Regions from separate parts of the Mus musculus genome. Here region 1 is linked to region 2. The links are chromatin contacts, called in public Hi-C maps. All regions are on one chromosome and are shown on one strand. Each heading gives the region's core, a stretch centred on a gene start, on an enhancer-like site or on the middle of the called end of the contact. The rest is flanking DNA. Distances are from core to core; before and after follow the strand shown.

Evidence for each region. Hi-C and Micro-C count contacts between places; a contact is called where the count stands out from the background.
Region 1: a contact with region 2 is called in a Hi-C map of embryonic stem cells, with 7 times the contacts expected there. The contact joins the promoter of Lrp2 here to the promoter of Stk39 in region 2. A contact is called at or near these places in 2 of 39 promoter capture datasets (cranial neural crest and hippocampal neurons), 10 of 484 Hi-C or Micro-C datasets (all in embryonic stem cells) and 3 of 115 datasets of contacts at active chromatin or transcription factors (all in embryonic stem cells).

Annotation. Positions count from the first base shown.
Region 1 is chr2:69,584,295-69,588,679 of GRCm38.p6, reverse strand. Lrp2 (low density lipoprotein receptor-related protein 2) reads left to right here and starts at 2,651. Exons shown (of 79, transcript NM_001081088.2): 1 at 2,651-2,865. The coding sequence starts at 2,787.
Region 2 is chr2:68,470,683-68,474,884 of GRCm38.p6, reverse strand. It overlaps Stk39 (serine/threonine kinase 39), which reads left to right and starts at 2,904. Exons shown (of 18, transcript NM_016866.2): 1 at 2,904-3,251. The coding sequence starts at 3,008. It overlaps Gm13596 (a long non-coding RNA gene), which reads right to left and starts at 1,921. Exons shown (of 4, transcript XR_866392.3): 1 at 880-1,921.

The DNA.
Region 1 (4,385 bases), core at 1,402-3,901, 1.1 Mb before region 2:
ACATACATGGAGAGAGAAATATGGCACAAACTACATTTTTATACATACATGGAGAGAGAAATATGGCACAAACTACATTTTTTTTTTTCATCAGAAGGGAGTGATGCGATGCTGGCTTACACCACAACTGAATTACTGTGGGCTTACCTATAGTAAACTGGTCCATAGACATAACTCTCCAAATCTAGTCACAAGCATCCTTAGGAATAAATACCTGAGATAAACATGTGTCTCACAGGACTCTTACTAGGGCTGTAAATTTGGGATTGCGATGGGATAGTGGCTTTTTTTTTTTTTTTTTTGAATTGGAAACGTGTGAGGAAGGATGAACCATGCGCTTAGTCATCCCCCATCCACACCGCCTCATACCCCCCTCCCCTTTCTGCCATACTTTTGGGATTAGCGCTGCGTGGTCCCCTACACAAATGGCTGGCTAGTGTGGTCAGCCTGAGCCCCGCTGTGCAACCACGTCTGGAATTCCGGTAAGTTGGCAACACTAGAGCACAAAGGCAGCAACAATGAGAAGAACCCTTCAGTGCCGAAAGGAATGCTTGGATCCCTGGACCGCCACTGTGGAGCGCGCGCGCGCGCGCGCGCGCACACACACACACACACACACACACACACACACACACACACACAACTTGCCTCCCAGGCACAGGTCGAGGATCTCTGCAACTTGGCGGAGCAGTGATGCGGGACGTCCATGCAGCCTGGCCCTGGAAGGCTTCTAACCTTCATGACCCCAGCGCGGTCTTGTACAGTCATTCTGGGACCAGCATAAATCACAAACTGAGACTGGAGGGCAGCTTCGCGCCCCCTACCCAATCCCCACCTGTTGACTCCTTTTCCACACCAACCCCTCCTCCCTGGGGTCCCCAATCCTCGCTCCTCTTGGGTGCCTCAGAGTAGAAACCTTTGGCCAAAGCATCTAACTTTAGTTTCCCTGTCCAGACGTTGTTTTCACAAACCTACTGATTTTAAGTCTTTTAAGTTTTAGGTGCCAGATTTGTCTTCCAAAAGCAACACCTAATTTGTCCCCCATCCCCAAGGCTTGCCAGCCTAAGCCACGCTGCACTCGCTGTTGTGGTCAGCAGAGGTCCAGACTATACTTGCAGGGGGGAGAAGAGGAGGGCAGTAACTGGCAGGCCATCGCTCCAGGGAGGGAAGGCAGAGGGACCCTGCTCTGTCACCACGTGGATAGCCGCCTTTCCTACATCACAGCCCTTTTGCTTAAGGAAAACGACTCTAGGAAAATGGTCTAGGGCTCTATGGGCTTGCTGCAGCGACTGGGGCAGAAGATTCTGGGATGATCAGGCTGAGAATCAGCCGGGTCCTCCGGTGGGGCTCCTAGAGCAACCAATTGCACCGACTGACTCGTCTCGGCACTGCGGAACTGAAGACCGGGGTCTGAAGGGCTCGTGTAAGGTCCACTCTCTTAAAGAGGGTTGTCTCCCAGTTAACAGGTTCAGTGTGGTCCCCGAGGGGAACCATAGAGTTCTCCCGAATTCCTGGTGTTTCTCTCATTATTGGCATTGCGGAGAAAACAACCCCTCCCCCAAGTTTTGTTTCGAAATGAACAGAACTGTAGGAGACGCTGTCTGGCATGACTGACACCTGACGCTTGGGGAGCCAGATAGTTATGGCCTCCAGAGCAATGATAGAATCTCCTCTCTGACTATAAAAACACAAGCTACCCCATCTGGGTAGCCTGCACCCTGTCAGGGGGAGGAGGGCCCCGAGGCAGCTTAGCGAGTTCACACCGAGGCAAGGAGGTCAGGCGGCTTGGCTCTGTCCAGCTTTTTTCTGGTCCTCCCTCCCTCCCTCCCTCCCTCCCTCCCTCCCTCCCTCCCTCCCTCCCTCCCTCCCTCCCTCCCTCTTCCCTTCTTTTTGAGACAGGTTCTTTCTACATAGCCCAGGCTGTCCTGGAACTGTGTGGACCAGGTTGGCCTCAAACTCACAGAGATCCACTTGTCTCTGTCTCCCGAGTGTTGAGATGAAAGACCCGCACTAAAACACCCTCTGCCTTTTCTTTTCTTCCCCCTTCTTTCTCTTCCCCTTTCCTTGCTCCCCTTTCCCCATTTGTTCTTTTTCTTTCCCTTTTCATCTTTTCTCTTTCTTTCTTTCTTTCTTTCTTTCTTTTTTTAGTCGCTGCTCTTGACTTCCCCCCTTTCTCCATTCCTTCCCACCGGTGATAACGTTTTAGAGTTTGTGTCCGTGGCCAATTTCTTCCTCGCCCCGTCTAGCCATCCCTCTGAGTGGCGAGGCCAAGCCCTTGCTCCGAATGTGAGCAGCGGCGATTATTGTCAGTGATTGAATAGGACCTTGGAGTGTGTGTGCTCGTGCGAGCGAGGGGTGGGCGCTCGCCAGCGTGGGAGGCAGTTTTGTGTTCCCGGAGCCTGTGCTCCTGGGTGAGAGCATGCACGAGCGAGCGCGCTTGTGGAGTGTGCATGTGCTAGCGCGCAAGTGTCCGAGGGCCCACTCCTCCCAGAGTCGCAAAGTGCAGGGGGCGGGCCGGGCAGTAGGGGGCCTGGCCCACTGGATTCCCGCATGCTAGTTCCGGGGCGGTCTGGTCTAGAGGGCTTTATGCACTGTCTGGAGGGTGGGGACTGGCGCGGGTAGAAAACGGGATGCCTCAGGCGCCGGGACCGGCTTTCTGCCTCTAGGAGCCAGCGACTGCTGCTGAGCAAGACTCCTGTTCCGGAGCGGAGTAACCTGCCTGTGCCCGCTGCGACGCGCGCCCACCTCCCGGGGAAGGAACGGCGAGGCCCGGGGCCGTCTCCGCGATGGAGCGCGGGGCCGCGGCGGCGGCATGGATGCTGCTGCTGGCGATCGCTGCCTGCCTGGCGCCAGTCAGTGGCCAAGGTAAGCGGTCACCTGCCCGCGCTACGCCACCATAGTCGCTGCGGAGCTGAGCCGGACGAGGGTGGGCGGCTGCGGAGCTGCTCCGGCTGAGCGCTCCGGTGACCCCAGGAGAGATGACTGCAGCGCCGCTTCTTGTACTGGTTGGGGAACGCGGACGCACCGGTTTCGGTGACAGCTCGTCCCACGGCTATCGTGCCTTTGTTCCCACGGGAATTAGTCCTGACCCTCAAGGCTTTCCAGGATGGAACCTGGAGTACGAGGGTCTCCCGCGTGGGTCTGCAGCTTTCTTCTGGCTGGGGCGGGGCGGTCCTCCACGCCGCTCCCAGCGCCGCTTTCCACCTGCAGCGTCCAGCCGGCGCGGGAGATCCGATCCCACCGTGCGCCAGGGGCCGCCGGCCAGAGCCTCCTTCCATCAGTGGCGAAACCCTGTCCCGCGGTGACCCCCATGAGACCGCATCTCATGATACCGATCGTTTACGAGCCCAGATAAGGCGGGGAGGTGGGATTGGCAGAGGAAGCGGCTGATACACTAGAGTACTTTTCTTGAAGGCTTTCCCTTTCCTACCCAGAGCGGGTGCTTTTGTGTTGATGAATGGAGCTGGTTAGCTGCGCCTGAGTTTGGGGACTGGAATGCAGAAAGTTTCTAAAGTGACTACAAACTTTTTCAAGTTGTCCGGGAGGTTTTTTTTTTTTCCTTCCCCGTGAAACAGGGAGAGAGAGGAAAGGGAGGAAATTATTTAGAATAGAAAACTATAAGAGAAGAAAATGAGAGACAAGTTGAAAGGAATGGAGAAAACGGGAAAGCAAAGTGAGGAAGGAGGGAGGGAGGGAGGGAGGGAGGGAGGGAGAGAGAGAGAGAGAGAGAGAGAGAGAGAGAGAGAGAGAGAGAGAGAGACTGACTCAAGGAGAACCCACGAGCTCTCTCCCTGGCTTTCGTTGCTAGGTAGCAGCCTGGTGCTGCGTGTGACCGACCACCAGACAGACAGAACGGACGCTGCAGCCTCTGCAGGGACTAATCTGTCTGTGGGGATGGGCCAGTCCCCACTTCCCCTCCCGCTCTTTCCCGTCGGACAACTTAATTGCCCTACAATAAAAATGAAACCCCTATTGTTGCAGGATTAGTCAAAGCAATAAATTGATTTCCCTAGATCACATATTGGGGTTGATGGGTGAGGACTGTGGAAGCCCCCATTTATAGAGAGGAGAGAGGGGAGGGCTTGTGGATGGGCCGTGGCATGTATTCAAATGGTTAATCTGCTTTCTTTCCTCAATTCTTAGCGTAAGCTCCTTAGAGGGAATCAAGTAAGTAATTATACAGCAGCTCCAGGCAGCACCCATCTCAGACTTCCTGGGAAGTTTGGGAGCGCCAACAAATCCACCAGGCTTTGCAAAAATCTTTCGAAAAGGAGGGGTGGGCGGCAAGAGAAGATGTCTAACAGTTCTTCCTTTGAACACCTTTCTACAGTATTGGAAACGCAGAAAGGAGACTTACTGTTATATTGTGTGTGCGCCCGCGGTAG
Region 2 (4,202 bases), core at 1,655-4,154:
CAAGGTCTCCCTTCTGTAATCCAGGCTGGCTGCACACAAGCTATCCTTCTCTGCCTTAGCCTTCCCAGTGCTAAGGTTACGGGTGTGTATCCCTGTGCTTCCCTTTCCTCAGGCCTCTTTTATAGGGACCTTCACCTTACGAACAATGATCTCTTTATACAGAGCGGCATCTGCTCATCTCTCTGAAAGCTGCTCCCTCCCATCCTCCCCAGGAGAACTTTTAAGGGGAAAGGAGAAAACCAATTATGAGATAGATATAGCCGGTATTTTATCAGACGACTTGGTATTTTTACTTTCAGCTCATGGACTGGGATTACGAATGCCAAGGAAGTTTGGGGGACATCGGAGTAACACATGGAACCTATAAGACCAATCACAGGTTGAATCAGGCACGGGTCATTTCATTGCCCACAAAGAAGGACTGTTCCTCATCACAGAGCAGGTGTCTGTCTCCCTCAGTGGCTTTCCTAATGGTTGCCAGATTGACAACATGCAAGGGTGTATGGCATACCCATCCCTTCCTTCCACAGGTAACTAAGCTGAATTTAGAAGAACATCTAGTGCCAGGGTCCTTTGTCATCGGGTTTATATATAAAGAAGAGAGCAGGGCTTTTATAAGTGATAAAAAAGCATGGGATTGAATCTGGAAGTTAATGTTTCCATCAATAACTGAGGGATCCCAGTACTTGCACTTGGAAATGTATATATTTAAGAGGTATTTAAGATTTCCTGGAAATTGGTCTCTAAGTTTATGTTGTGTTTCTGGTCAAGGATGCTATTAAAATACAAACAAGATTTATTTAAAAAAATAGGATTCATTCATTCAGAGACTTGAAAACAAGAAGAGAAGAGAAGGGTCCGTGCTCGCTCTTTACATACCTCATTCTATACCCTGGTAACCTCAGCCAAGTTTCATGCCAGATGATTTTTTTAAAAAGAAGATTCCTTTCCTGGCCAGAACATTGGCGTTTCCAGTCTTCTGTTGCAACCTAATCTTCAGTTGAAAAGCACTAACAGCCTTGAGCTCATGAGAATTCTTACAAATGGCTTCCCTGGTGGTCATTTAGAAAGTGGTTGGCTGAGGACAGATATCTGGCCTCTGAGGAGGGAACAGTCGTTCTTTGTGGGAAACCAAGTGGTCTGGGGTTGCTGCCTCGATTCTGTGAATCATGTTTTCCTAGCATGTCTTAAAGGCTTTCCTGGCCTTCACAATCCCATTTCACGATCAAAAGTCAAGACATAACTTCATATGACAACGTGGAGGAATGCTCTGTTAATCTTGTCTCTTTTTCCTTTAAAAGCAGTCCTTAAAAGTTCTTTGGATGAAATGGGAGCAGCTCAGGGAGAGGTAACCAGTGACTTGGGATAACTGCCCTGTTCATCAGAGGCCTAGAGTTTGTTTATGAAGTAGTCTATTTCTTGACATAAATTAAAACAAATATGCTGGCTTTTTAAAAAATAGTATATCTGCACAAAAGGAAATACAAGTTCTTAGCAGCATAAATATTAGCTCTTTGAGCAAGTCATGCTAGTTGCTAGTTTATCCATCTGTCCCATAGTGCCCTAAGAGGTTAAGTAAACAGTTAACGTCATTGCTTTTGCCAGACAACTGGTTTTTCTCCTAGCAAATGTCTAAGTTTCTTTTGAATTATTTTTTAAAGAGTTTAAGGAGATTTTTATTTTTATCCCTTTAAGAGTTTCATGGCTCTCCTGTGCTTTGTTCTTTCTCAAGCCTGGCTGTCTCGTGAGAACCAGCCAGCCTAATGTCAGCCACATAACGAATACGCCTATTGAGTCAGAGTACCATTCCAGCCTGAGACAAGAATCTTTTAATAGTGGTCACCTCTGTGAGGGATGAGAGTTGAACATTCAAATGTGACACCTGCAATTAGAAAAATCTCTGGTTTTGCCACAGCTATTTTAAAGATGAGGTAATTTGGGGAGTGTTGAAAAAGCAGCATTTATTCAAAACTTTCCATTGCAGTTAATTTATGCCCCAGTAGGTTCATAGTGTTCTGTCAAGAAACTTGCTGTCTGACCTTAGGGTCTTAAAGGGTTAATGTGACTGTTTATGTATTCATTTGTACTTGGTATCGAACCAAGGACCTTAAGTGTATTAAGCTGGCACTTTACCTCCGAGCATGGTTTTAAGCACATAAAAAGTGCTGGGGATAGAACCATAGCATGCTAGGCCTGCGCTCTGATTTTGTTACACTCCTTTCTCCTCTCTACTTCTTGTAACTTCACTGCCCCTGACATCACCTTCCTAGGGTCCAAGTGTCTTTGAACAAAAGAGAAAGCCGGGGATTTAGGGAGTCGGGTTTCATTTCAGAGCAGCACTGGCGATTTCATTAGGCAAGGTGCGAAAGGGCTCCTGCCAGGTAAAGCGCCGGAAAGTTACAAGTTGGGTTATTTTTTAACCGGCGTCCTACAAAACCGACGCCGTGTAGGTAGGTGTCTCCCTCGCTAACTTGTAAAAGAACTCCAGGTTCTTTCGCTCGCTCGGGGAGAGTTAGCAGGCTGAGAATCTGGCAGCCGTTCAACGACCCCGCCCTCGGAGTCCCAGGGGGGCTTCTTCGGGAGAGTGCGATTGTCTAGGGCGGAGGCGCGGCAGGGCAGGAAGGGAGCGGGGCAAGCCCCGAAATCACCCCCCGAAGCCGCCCGGCTCCCAGCGCGTGGAAACTTCCCTGGCGGCGAGCAGGGCGGGAGGGGGCGGCGGTTCCCCTCGGCGCTGAGAGCACCGTGCGCGCGAGGATCGGGGCGCGCGGCGGGCGCGGCGGCCGCCGCCTCCTCCCGTCCCCGCCTCCGCGGCGCAGCCTCCTCCCTCCGCCCCGCTCGGCCTCCGGCTGGCTCCCTCCCCTCGTGGCAGGCTCCGGCGGCGGCGGCGGCTGCGGCGGACGGGGAGGGCGTGCGCCGGCCGAGAGGTGTGGGCGACGAGGCTAGGGAAGTTTCAAGTGGAAGGTCGTCCGCCGGCCGGCGCGTCCCCTCACTCTCCTCCCGCAGCATCATGGCGGAGCCGAGCGGCTCGCCTGTGCACGTCCAGCTTTCCCAGCAGGCGGCCCCGGTGACAGCGGCGGCGGCGACGGCCCCGGCGGCCGCGACATCAGCACCAGCCCCGGCCCCGGCCCCGGCTCCGGCGGCGTCCGCAGCCCCGGCCCCGGCTCCAGCTGCTGCTCCAGCCCCGGCCCCGGCAGCTCAGGCGGTCGGCTGGCCCATCTGCAGGGACGCGTACGAGCTCCAGGAGGTTATCGGTCAGTGCGGAGGGTGCTGCGGGGCCGGTCCAGGCCGGGCGCCGAGACTGGGCGGGAGTGGGTGCGGGATGCGGTTCTCCTGCCTGCCTGCACGCCCAGAGGCAGAGCGGCCGGCTTCGGGGCCTACCGGCTTCAACAGTTATTTTATTGTCTTTTTTAATTTTTAATTTGTCCCTTCCTTCCCTGAGCGCGGCTGCTGCAGGAGGTGGCGCGGCGGATGTGACTCGCACTGCAGACGAGCTGCAGGCTGCAAACTTTTATCTCCCGGATCGCCGGGGCGGCGGAGCTGGAACCCAGTAACGCCGCATCCTCCTCCCCCCTCGAGCCCTGGGGCCGCAGCTCGTGGCCGCTGACCACGCGGATGGGCTGCCTGGGCGGGGTGGGGATGCGGGGGCGCCGCCCTGGGCTTCCGCGCCCCCGCGCCGTGCTGGGTGAAACGCGTCCTGGGAGACCCTGCGGGCGCAGCCGCGCCTCTGCCTCCTGCCATGACCTCTCGGTGGGTAGCCCAGCCACGTAGTAGTGGCAGAGGCCCAGGCGCCTGCCCAGACCAGGGAGGATGCTGGCCTTCTTCTGACAGCCGCCGCATGCTCGCCCTGCAACCCGGCTCTGCGCGCGGTGCGCCCGGTACCTGCCTCCCTCCTTGCGGGCGCGCCGCCTGCTGCCAGCCCCGGGGCCGGTGAGCGGCCGCGCTGGCCTTCTGCCCTGCTCCGGGAGGATCTGCTGGGGTGAAACTCGAGGCTGTCCACGATCCGCGCCCAGCCTTTCGGTGTCTCCTAGGCAGCTCACTAATACCATCTTATCTTACATTTTTAAATACCTGGCAAAGTCGAAAGGCAAGAAGCCCGCGTTACTTTTCTTTGAGCCAAACACGTGTAGGGCCAGGATATTTGTGGTGTCCTCTAGCTTAGAACCTTACCTAAAGGTTCATTCACTTAGAAGTTTTGTGCCTCA